2 separate regions of the Sus scrofa genome follow, and region 2 is linked to region 1. The links are chromatin contacts, called in public Hi-C maps. All regions are on one chromosome and are shown on one strand. The core of a region is the stretch at or near the end of the contact, and the rest is flanking DNA. Distances in the headings are between cores, read along the strand shown. Region 1 holds the start of RBFOX2 (RNA binding protein, fox-1 homolog (C. elegans) 2). Region 2 has its middle 97 kb from the start of RBFOX2.

The links. A called contact is a pair of places that touch in the nucleus more often than the background predicts.
Region 2: a contact with region 1 is called in a Hi-C map of fetal skeletal muscle, with 1.8 times the contacts expected there. The contact joins the enhancer-like site here to the promoter of RBFOX2 in region 1. A contact is called at or near these places in 5 of 47 Hi-C or Micro-C datasets (alveolar macrophages, embryonic fibroblasts, fetal liver and 1 more) and 1 of 2 datasets of contacts at active chromatin or transcription factors (skeletal muscle).

What each region holds. Positions count from the first base shown.
Region 1 is chr5:11,806,260-11,810,970 of Sscrofa11.1, reverse strand. RBFOX2 (RNA binding protein, fox-1 homolog (C. elegans) 2) reads right to left here and starts at 1,821. Exons shown (of 13, transcript NM_001244837.1): 1 at 1,556-1,821. The coding sequence starts at 1,582.
Region 2 is chr5:11,903,593-11,908,303 of Sscrofa11.1, reverse strand. It overlaps a transcript of RBFOX2 not described here. Among named protein-coding and RNA genes, the nearest start is that of RBFOX2, 97 kb to the right of the region's middle. Within about 2 kb of position 1,998, at least 34 of the 83 cell types and tissues checked have an H3K27ac peak or open chromatin away from gene starts, as enhancers often do. A contact at or near this core is called in fetal liver, fetal skeletal muscle and skeletal muscle, where this site is marked.

The DNA.
Region 1 (4,711 bases), core at 572-3,071:
CTCTTTCACTGATTTAAAAACATCTATAATGGAAAGTTAAGTAGTTGAAAAGGCTTTGGTAGTAGCTGAGAAAGAGCGCTTGTACCCTCTAATATGGCAGTTAAGGAAAGCTGGATGTGGGCTCCCGGGTTAAGAAGTATTGTCTCCCAAGCAACAAAGACAAGCCAGAAACACGTTTTCTCTTTTTTAAAAGGCAGAGCAATGTTTTGATTAACGAGTTAATCAGGCTAACGATGAAGGGATAAGAAAGTGGAAGAGCAACTGCTAAAACAAAAAAAACTGACTTTGGAAAGATATTATTCTTTGAAACTTCCCTTTCCTCTAGGTCACATTGGGAAAATCTCCCTAACGCCTTACCTCCTTCCAAACAGCACTGCGGGGCATTATATAACATTTAACTGGACAGGGTTCCAGCTCCTAAAATGATGCTCTACCCAGATAGCCAGCTGACTCTCTCGCCCTCCGGTGGTGACTTAAGAAACGAGACAAGAGAATATTAAAAAAAAAAAAAAAAAAAAAAAAAAAAAAAAAAAGGCAACCTCCTTAAAAGGAAAACCACTGTCCAGTGATGAAATTTCCCTACAGAGCATAAAAGCCTGGAGTGAAACTGATCCTAAGTCTGAGCTTAAATGACATGAATGTGCCACAATGCAAATAATCCTCATTGATAAATCAGTCTCTCAACCCACATATAAAGAAAAAAGCATAAAGGGACATACAGAAGGTTGCCAAGAAGAAAAAGAGCACTGCCGGGGGAAATCAGGGAAGAATATTCACCTTTCCATCTGTCAGGAATGACTTGCTAAAATGCAGCTATTGCCTGGCATAGCCAAAGACAGGCAGAGACAGACAGAGAGAGAGCGCGCTTTCATTTCCTACTCCCTCTCCTTCAGATGTCTTTTAATGCCCGTGGACTGTCATTTATACATTCAGACTTGTTCTTCTGCCAGGGAGGGCTCTGCTGCACCTGGATGCTACGGCTCTCACTGAAAACATCCTCTGCCAGTAACAAAGACACGAAAATGAAACATTTTTCCAGCCTTCATTTTTAATAAGCCATTTAAAGCAAAGGGAGCAGAACTACAATTCCACAGCCAATCCCGAGAACCCGAAGTGAATCCGGAATGAGATTTCCCTCTAACGCAAATTCTTCTGCAATTCTTAAAAGGAAGTGAGCTCCCTTGCCCTCTTTTTGGCAGTCTACAAGAATCTCTCCCTACCTCTGTGGTCCCTCCCTCCCTCCCTCTCCTCAGAACCAAGACAAAGAGGTAGACCAATCCCCACAGGGTCTTAACTGAGCTCCAGCTGCACAGCACAGGAAACAGGAATCTGCTACGGAGCTGGGGAGGGGGGGAGAAAAAAGGATACGGACACAACACACACACACACACGACTCACGACAGGCACAGACGAACACTTTTCAGCTGCTAGCAATAATTCTGTCCCTTTCTAAAAGGTTAATAAATTAAAACTCTGGTGACTATGCCCCACCCCCATATCTTTATTTAGATCTCAGAAACAAGAAAAGAAACACAGGAGGAAACACAAATCTTACCTGAGTTACCATTTTCTTCTTCTCCATAAACCGAATGGCACAGAAGATGAACACTTCAGAGCAGTCGTGCTGGGGCACACCTTCCACGGCTCTCCTTCCTCCCCCCTCCCCCCCCAGCCTAGCTCTTTAAGGGTGGGCGGTTGCTCTCCCTCTATCCCGTTTTCCTTCCTTTTTCTTTCTAGTGTTTCTTCCTTTCTTTTCTCTTCCTCTCTGGCAGTCTCTCCCCCTCCTCCTTTCTCCAGCTCCCTCCCATATCTCAGGCAGATGGCTGAAGGAAGCCCCACCCCTGAATGCCGAAGGTAATTAATCAGAGTAGAGCCCCACCTCTTCCTCCTCCCCCCGCCCCCTCCCCGCAGGCTGACATCTCCCAACTCCAGAAACAGGCCTGCTGGAGAATGGCAGTTTGGTGTGTGCTTTGCGCGTGCGTGCGTGGTGTGTGTGTGTGTGTGTGTGTGTGTGTGTGAGTGAGAGAGAGAGAGAGAGAGAGAGGGAGGAGAGAGGGAGGAGGAGGGAAGGAGGGGGAGAGAGGGAAGGGCAGGCGCCATGTGCAGGCATATTTTAAGGAGTGAGTATCTGCGATGGTGGCATTAATTATATACACAGGAAGTATTCACGGCAGCTTACCACAGTTAATACAGATTTAAAATATTCCATCTAAGAATATCTGATAATAAATAAATGAAAGAGAAATTATTTTTAAAAAAACATTTCCACTGATGTACAGTCTACAGATGCAGTGGATTTAATAAAAGATGAGAAAAGCTGCTCCGTGACTGGAAGGTTTTCAAGGAATGGAAATATGCAAGAACCTGCTTGTCCTAAACCAGTCTAATGGCTGCAAAGGACTGAAAAAGAAGGGAGGTAATTTAAGAGCTTATTTTTTCTACTGTAAAAAAAAATCAGGGGGATCTGAAAAAGGTGATTGCTTAAGAAACTTAAGGTGGATACAAATTGGACTGCTCAAGGCTTCCAGCTTTATTAAAAACTGTAGTTAACTCAGAATGTGCCCTTTGTGTTCCCCAGCCTTCTGCATCTCAGCTGCTACTGAAAAACATAAACCCTTTCTTACAGACACTGACATATATACCATGACATTTGTGCCATTACTGTAACTACTGACCGTTACTCTAGAGTGCTTATTAGATGCAGAAGGTTTGGGAGAATGTTCACTGAATATAAGAGTTTCTTCTAAGTTCTCTTAGTAAAAAGTCGTAATGAAAAAAAGCATCAAAGGTATGATTCAGTCCAAAAGTCCTGGTCAAAGTCCTAATTCTCCCCTTTATAAGTGATCTTGGAAAAGTCTTTAACCTCTGAATATAAGCATCATAATCTCCCTATTTTCTGTTATTAAATATTCAAACAAAGTAACCTATGGGAATGTTTGATGAGTTTATGATGTTCTTCTCAAACATAAAGATGCTCTCATTTTTTTTTAGTATTCTAAGAAATAAAATCCTGAAGGTTTTATTACATTTCTTAGTTATGCTATATTTATTATGTTATAATCCCTAGTAGAGTACCCAAAGAGCAAAGAAATTAATTCTAGATTAAGATGCCTATTTAAAAAGTAAACACATAAAAAAATCAAAATTAAAAATCACAAATCACACTGAGAAGACATCATTTTTTTGCTGTCTCAATGAGGACTGTTTGGCTTTTAGTGTGTGGTATAATAATGTTGGTTGGCCCAGTGCCAATATAACATCATCATGCTCCCATTCGAATTAATAGTCATTTTAATAATTTTGAAAAGAATACAGCAACTACCAAATGATCTGGAGAACCTGGAGAACCTGGGTACTGTGAACCTATAATATGTCAGGCACTATTCTGGGCATTTTACAGCTATCTGTGTACTTTTAGTATAATCCATAATGTGTAAAGAAATATGTACAAAAGGATGGGATCTTTAACCACCAGAAAAAAAAAACATTAAAAGAAATAAATCAGAACTAGGTTTATTCTTAATTAAAGTTTTTAGAAATCATCTGGAAGACAGTACATATTACATTCTCTGCATGTGCAACTGACAAGTCCATTTGGATATAAAATGCAGTCAAAAATTTTAAAGACAAAAAAAGAGGTATGCAAATTTCGCTGGAAATCAGGGAAACGCAGTGTATTTTTGGGAAAGTCTAAATCATATTTATGGGATAATTATTTACATTTTCATTTCTAATACAAGAAACTGAAATGAACTGTATACCATTCTTTGAATCCACTGGTCCAGGATAGTGTGAGGGGCAAAAGACCTGGAGCATCAAGAAGACAGACTCCCCCACTCCCCACCACACACACACATACGCTGCTTTGCAAGCCATGGCTCTCTGGAGGCTTGCAAGCCTCCATTCGTATGAAAAGAAACAAAGGCCCAAGACGAGATTTTTAGAAAATAAAAATGAGGGATTCCCACATGCAAAAAATCTAGGACTATGAAAAAGGTTTTCTTAGGCCTGGTATTCATGCCTCTTTTCTACATCTAGGACCAATATTTTACACTGCAAATAATGAACTTTCAAAAGTCATTACCACAAGAAAGAGTTCTAGCATGAGCTAAAAGTTAAACAAAAATTAAAGTGATTTCCATCAACTTGCTGATGCACTGTACAAACTTGAGGGTATTCTGAAGCGTGTCCCTGACTTTAAAGGCTGGTGTTACAGGGAACAATCGCTCCCTCGTGCCCATGTGAGAGAAGAGCAATTGAACAGCCTGGATCTGACCCAGCAGAACCACTGGAATCCCCTGGTGGCTGAGTGTGCCCAGGAGCATCCCAAGGAGAAACTCATTTCAGGACATTTTCTGGGCAGGAGCTAGGGGAGGTGGGCAGCAAATACCCCATAAAAATGTCAGCTAAGGGAGGAGACCATGTCTGCCCTCACAGATCAATCCCCAGCTCCCAGCACAGTGCCTGGACATATGGCAGGTACACTATAAATATTTGCTAAATAAAATTCTGCCTGTCTAATGTCTTAGGTGTTTCACGTAACCCCAGCTTCCTTTCCCCAATGCCGCTCAATGGATATTTATGTTATTAGAGTTACCAAAGACCAAATTCTATGGACATTTAACCCCTTCTTTGACTTATCTGTGGCATTTGGCACTCCCTCCTTTAGGAAACTCTTATTCTCAGCTTCCAATGATATCAGTCTTCCCTG
Region 2 (4,711 bases), core at 749-3,248, 97 kb before region 1:
AATTCTGTGACACCAACAGGGAGCTCGGGGGTTGCCGAGCTGTCCTAGAGTCAGGAGAGCTTTTTTTTTTTTTTTTTTCTTCTTCCCTTTTTTTGGCCGCAGGGCCCTGCAGCAAATGGAGTTTTGAATTCTTGGCCAGGGATCAGATCCAAGCTGCTGCAGTAACGTGGGATCCTTTAACTCACTTGCCGGGTCAGGGATTGAACCTGCATCCTGACGCTGCAGAAGTGATGCCACCGATCCCTCTGTGCCACAGGGGGATCTTGCTATTATTTTTATTATTATTTTTCTACTTTAGGGCCACACTGGAGGTATGTGGAGGTTCCCAGGGTAGGGGTCGAATTGGAGCTACAGCTGCTGGCTTACTCCACAGCCACAGCAACTCAGGGTCCAAGCCGAGCTGCGTCTTCGACCCACACCACAGCTCACAGCAACGCCAGATCCTTAACCCACTGAGCAAGGGCAGGGATTGAACCAGCATCCTCATGGATCCTAGTCGGGTTCATTAACTGCTGAGTCACAGAGGGACTATTATTTTTATTTTTTGGCCATGTTCCAGGTCTGTGGAAATTCCTGGGCCAGGGATCGAACCCAGGCCACAGCAGTGAAAACGCCTATGCGTCCTTAACCACTAGGCTACCAGAGAACTCCAGGGGTGCTGTTAGAATCCGGCGCTGGGCTCAGGAGAACCAGCCAATGCAAGAGCAAAAGGTGACCAAGAATCTGCACACGCCCAAGGCAAAGGGGGTGGGGCACCTTCTTTTGAGCAAGATTTTTCCCCCCATTTTCTTTCTTTATCCTTTAGTGTTTTAACATGGTTATTGTTAACTCTTGCCCCACTTTACCGATCGAGGGAAATGAAGAGTTGGATAGAAAGATGATGCCAACATATTGAATGTTAGGAGCCTGGGATGGCAGCTGGGCAGGCCTAGACTTTGCAGAGCTTTATGGACTCTGCCTTTAGTCTCAAGGCAGAATTGGCCTTTTCAGGGGACTGGAGGGAGCGAGTTCTACCTGGGGAACCCTTCTGAGGGAAGAGGTGGAGGAAGAAGACCCTATAAAAGGGGCTGGGGGGGCAGCTAGAGAGAGGACCAAATGCCAGCTCTCGGGTTTCTGCCTGGGAAGCCCTAGTAATACCAGCGCTCTGAAGGGAAGGGCACCACGGATGCTGGCACCCCAGTTCTGCCGCTGCCCACCCCTGTGAAAGGGCATCGCCTCTCTCCTCGGCTCCCTGCTCTTTCACGTGCAATAACACTGCTGGGTCTGGAATTCCATCGCTGCTTTTGCAGCTGTTGACTGCAGCTATTGCTGTTTCATGGACTCTGGGTCAGGGGCAAAGTCAGAGGAATTTATCACCCCGTCCATCACAGCGTGAGCATCAATCAATATGTGGGTGGAGGCGGGGGGAGGGGGGGACTGTGGATACCGAGGAATGGGTGCGGCACCCCGCATTCTGCGGCTGAGGGGCCCTGAGCCAGGCGCAGCCATGCTTCCAGAGCAGGTGGAATCTTTGTCCCAGGACACACCCCTCTTTCCTCAAGATTACGCGCTGTAAACACCACCCCCAGAAAAGTCCTGGGAAAGCGCAGTCTGGGCTTGGCTTGCCTGGTGCAGCCAGCAGGAAGCCTGGGCGCCGGGGACCCGCAAGAGGCCTCCCAGCACCTGCCACGGGGTTGCCAGGAAGATGAAGAGGGTGGGAGAGCACGGGGAGGGGCGCTCGGCATCCCCTGCATCACCAGGGGTGGCCATTCGGGGAGGGCGGGTATCACCCTGCATTATTTATGCTTGTACGTTGCAGACACTGGAGTGAACAAAACAAAGCAGCCGGCCTCCAGGCGCTTCCGATCTGGTGCAAGGAGACCCGTGGGGGATAAACTATCGGGGAGCGCGGTCCGCAGGACCTCAGAGCCCGAATAAGGACGGGGACCACTCCTTGCACAGGGCCGGACAGGATCCAGTTACTACTGCAGCGGGTGTGGAGAGCAGACCAGGCGGGGCTGCTGCGGCGGAAGGGACCAGGCCAGACCCGCCAGCTTTGGAGCGGGCAGCAGCGGAGGGACTCGCTCCCCTGGGCCTGTCGCCATCTGCGTCCCTTGGGAAGGTCCGGCGCCCGGGGAAGCGCCATCCGCTGTCACAGGGGGCAGCTTCAGGGGCCTGGAGGGAGAGGCCGGGCGGCCTCGGGGCGAAGAGCCGGGAACTGGCTGCTGAAACGCATTCCAGAAGTGTGTCACGAAGGGGAGGGCTGGGATCGTGCGAAATGATTTGCAGGTTTCGACGCCACAGGGACTAGAAGAAGGAGAACGCTCGCCTCCAGGAGGGAGGGACGTAGGGGCCAAGCTCCCGAGAAGGTGGGAAGGACGGCGGGTGCGCAGGTGTGGGGTCAGCTCCCGACGGAAGCCGCCTCTCCCGGCCGAACGGGAAGGACGGGGAGGGACGGGAGTGGGTTCCAGCAGGGGTCTAGGTCTGGTAGCAGAAGGGGGATGGGGACGGTCCACCCCTCCGCCCGGAACTAGGAAGAGAGGTGACTGCGTGCATTTGGGAGTCGGAGATTCAGGGGGAATTTCAGAGATTTGGGAATTACTGGCAGGGAAACGAACGCAGGAGGGGGTGGCTGAAGAAGCCCAAAGGCCCAGGAGCCTCGGTGGCAGTGGGAGCCGGGGCAGAGGTGACAGGGAGAGCGCCCCCTGGGGAGCGTGGCGGCGCGCCCGCCAGGAGCGGATGCAGGGGAAGCGGAGCTGCAGGTTTGAGAGGCAGCAGCGGGGAAGCAGCCCCTGCCAGGGCCGGAGCTCCCGGGCTGGAGGAGCCAAAGGGCGGGCGCCGAGGCCCCGGCCTTGGGCTGCGTTTCCCACCCCCTCACCTCTTCGGGGGAGCGGTGCCTTCGCCGCCTTTTTTCCATCTTACAAGTCAAATCCAAGTTCCATCTTTGAGCTGCAGGAGGAGGCAACGTCTCGTAGCACCAACACAAGCAGGCCAGAGAATGGTGTTTCTCTCTTTTATTTAAAAACAGTGCTTCATTACCATTTGCAAAGGCAGAGGCGGTGCTCCTCCTTCGCTTAGAGTTTATAAAAGCCAGCAACATGATCAATAATTTATACACATGGATAGTAATACAAAAAAATAAGGAATAAAAGCTAAAGCTCTAACTACTCCGACCTTCACAATTCCAGCTACTTGATAATAATAGGAATAACCCAATGAATACTGTATGGTCTGAAAGCTACTATACAATATGATTCTTAACAAGAAGGGGAGGGGAGTAGAGACTGTCACAAAGCCCTGGGTGCTTCTCTGGAGGCTGCAGGGAAACAGGACCCTGGGCAAGCAGCTCGGGTGTCCTAGGAAGTGATTCTGGGGGGGGGGTGAGGAGGGGAGGAAGGTGAGGTGGTTGATAACACAAGCATCCCATGTGATGCCCCGTGCCCCAAAGGTACCTGTTTTGCCATGGCAACGGGAGGGGGCCGGAGAAACTGCATGTGGCATGTAGGGATGGTTCCATCCCTGCCATGGGGGCGGGGATGGGGGGAAAAGTTGGGGGGGGGGTCGGTGGCATTTCTAGCCTTGCAAAGATCTGGGCTGAAAAGCTCAGAGACTCAGTAGGTCCGCCTGTCTGGGACAAGGAAACTCAACTGGCTCTCTGGGCACTTTGCAGCCCTGGCTTACGTGTGTCAGTCCCAGGTTTGCTCCAGCTATTCACAAGCAGAATTATAACACAAGAAAGAAACAATTCATATCCCTTAGGGGGGGCCAAAAAAAAAAAAAAAAGATCAATTCGTCACTCGATATATAATACAGCCAAAAATGAGCTGCCAAAACAAGCACACACACACACAAAAATACTGTGAACAGAAAAAATACAAGAAAATGACTAGGCTGGGGGTCTTGATGGGGTGTCGACATTGCTTAAAGCATGTATCAGTCCCCGGAAAAACCAAACCAAAAAATGTTTAAAAAATGCAAAAACTTCTGTACCCCCTGGGACTCTGGCGTTGGTAACGGGCAGGGGGCGGGGAGAGAAAAGAGAAGCCATGCTCCCTTTTCGCTGGCCAGGGAGCTGGGCCCTCCCGACACCGGCGGGTGTGTCCCTGCCAGGCGGGGACCCAGCGCCCCGGCCGGCAGTCTCCTTAAAGGCAGGGTTTGAGTTGTGGCTGCCGAGCGGTTCTCTCCGTTACCAGTCCCTGCCAACCAGCACTACCATGGCTGAATTGATCTACCGTTTTCCTGAGTGAACTGTAACTGGTTACAGACCCGGTAACAGGGAGAAGAACTAGCTACCACGGGCGACTGGCAGGACTTGAGGAATCCCCTCCAGCCCTCGGCTCCTGGCTCCTCGTGCATTTGATTCGGAATTTGAGAACTTGCCTAGGCTGGTGTGCACGCCGCGTTTGAAAGGCAGGTGCTGGGGACTCACTGCACTCACTAAACCAGGGGGCGCACGCTGGCTTAGGACACCCGGAGTCTACTTGGAAAGGGCCCTGCTTCACGCTCTAGCTTTCGGGTGGCTATTGCCCGGCTCATCAGTAAAGCAAGTATGAAGGAAGTACACGGGGAGAGGGGGACGGAGGGAAGAGGCTTTTGGACAGTAACATTTCCAAAAAAATAAAATAAAAAAAATTTTAAAAAAGTGTTTTATGCAACAGAGAATCAAGTTTCACTGGTGTATACTACAAATGGTCAAACATTTTCAAGAGCATGACAAAATAAAAACACACAA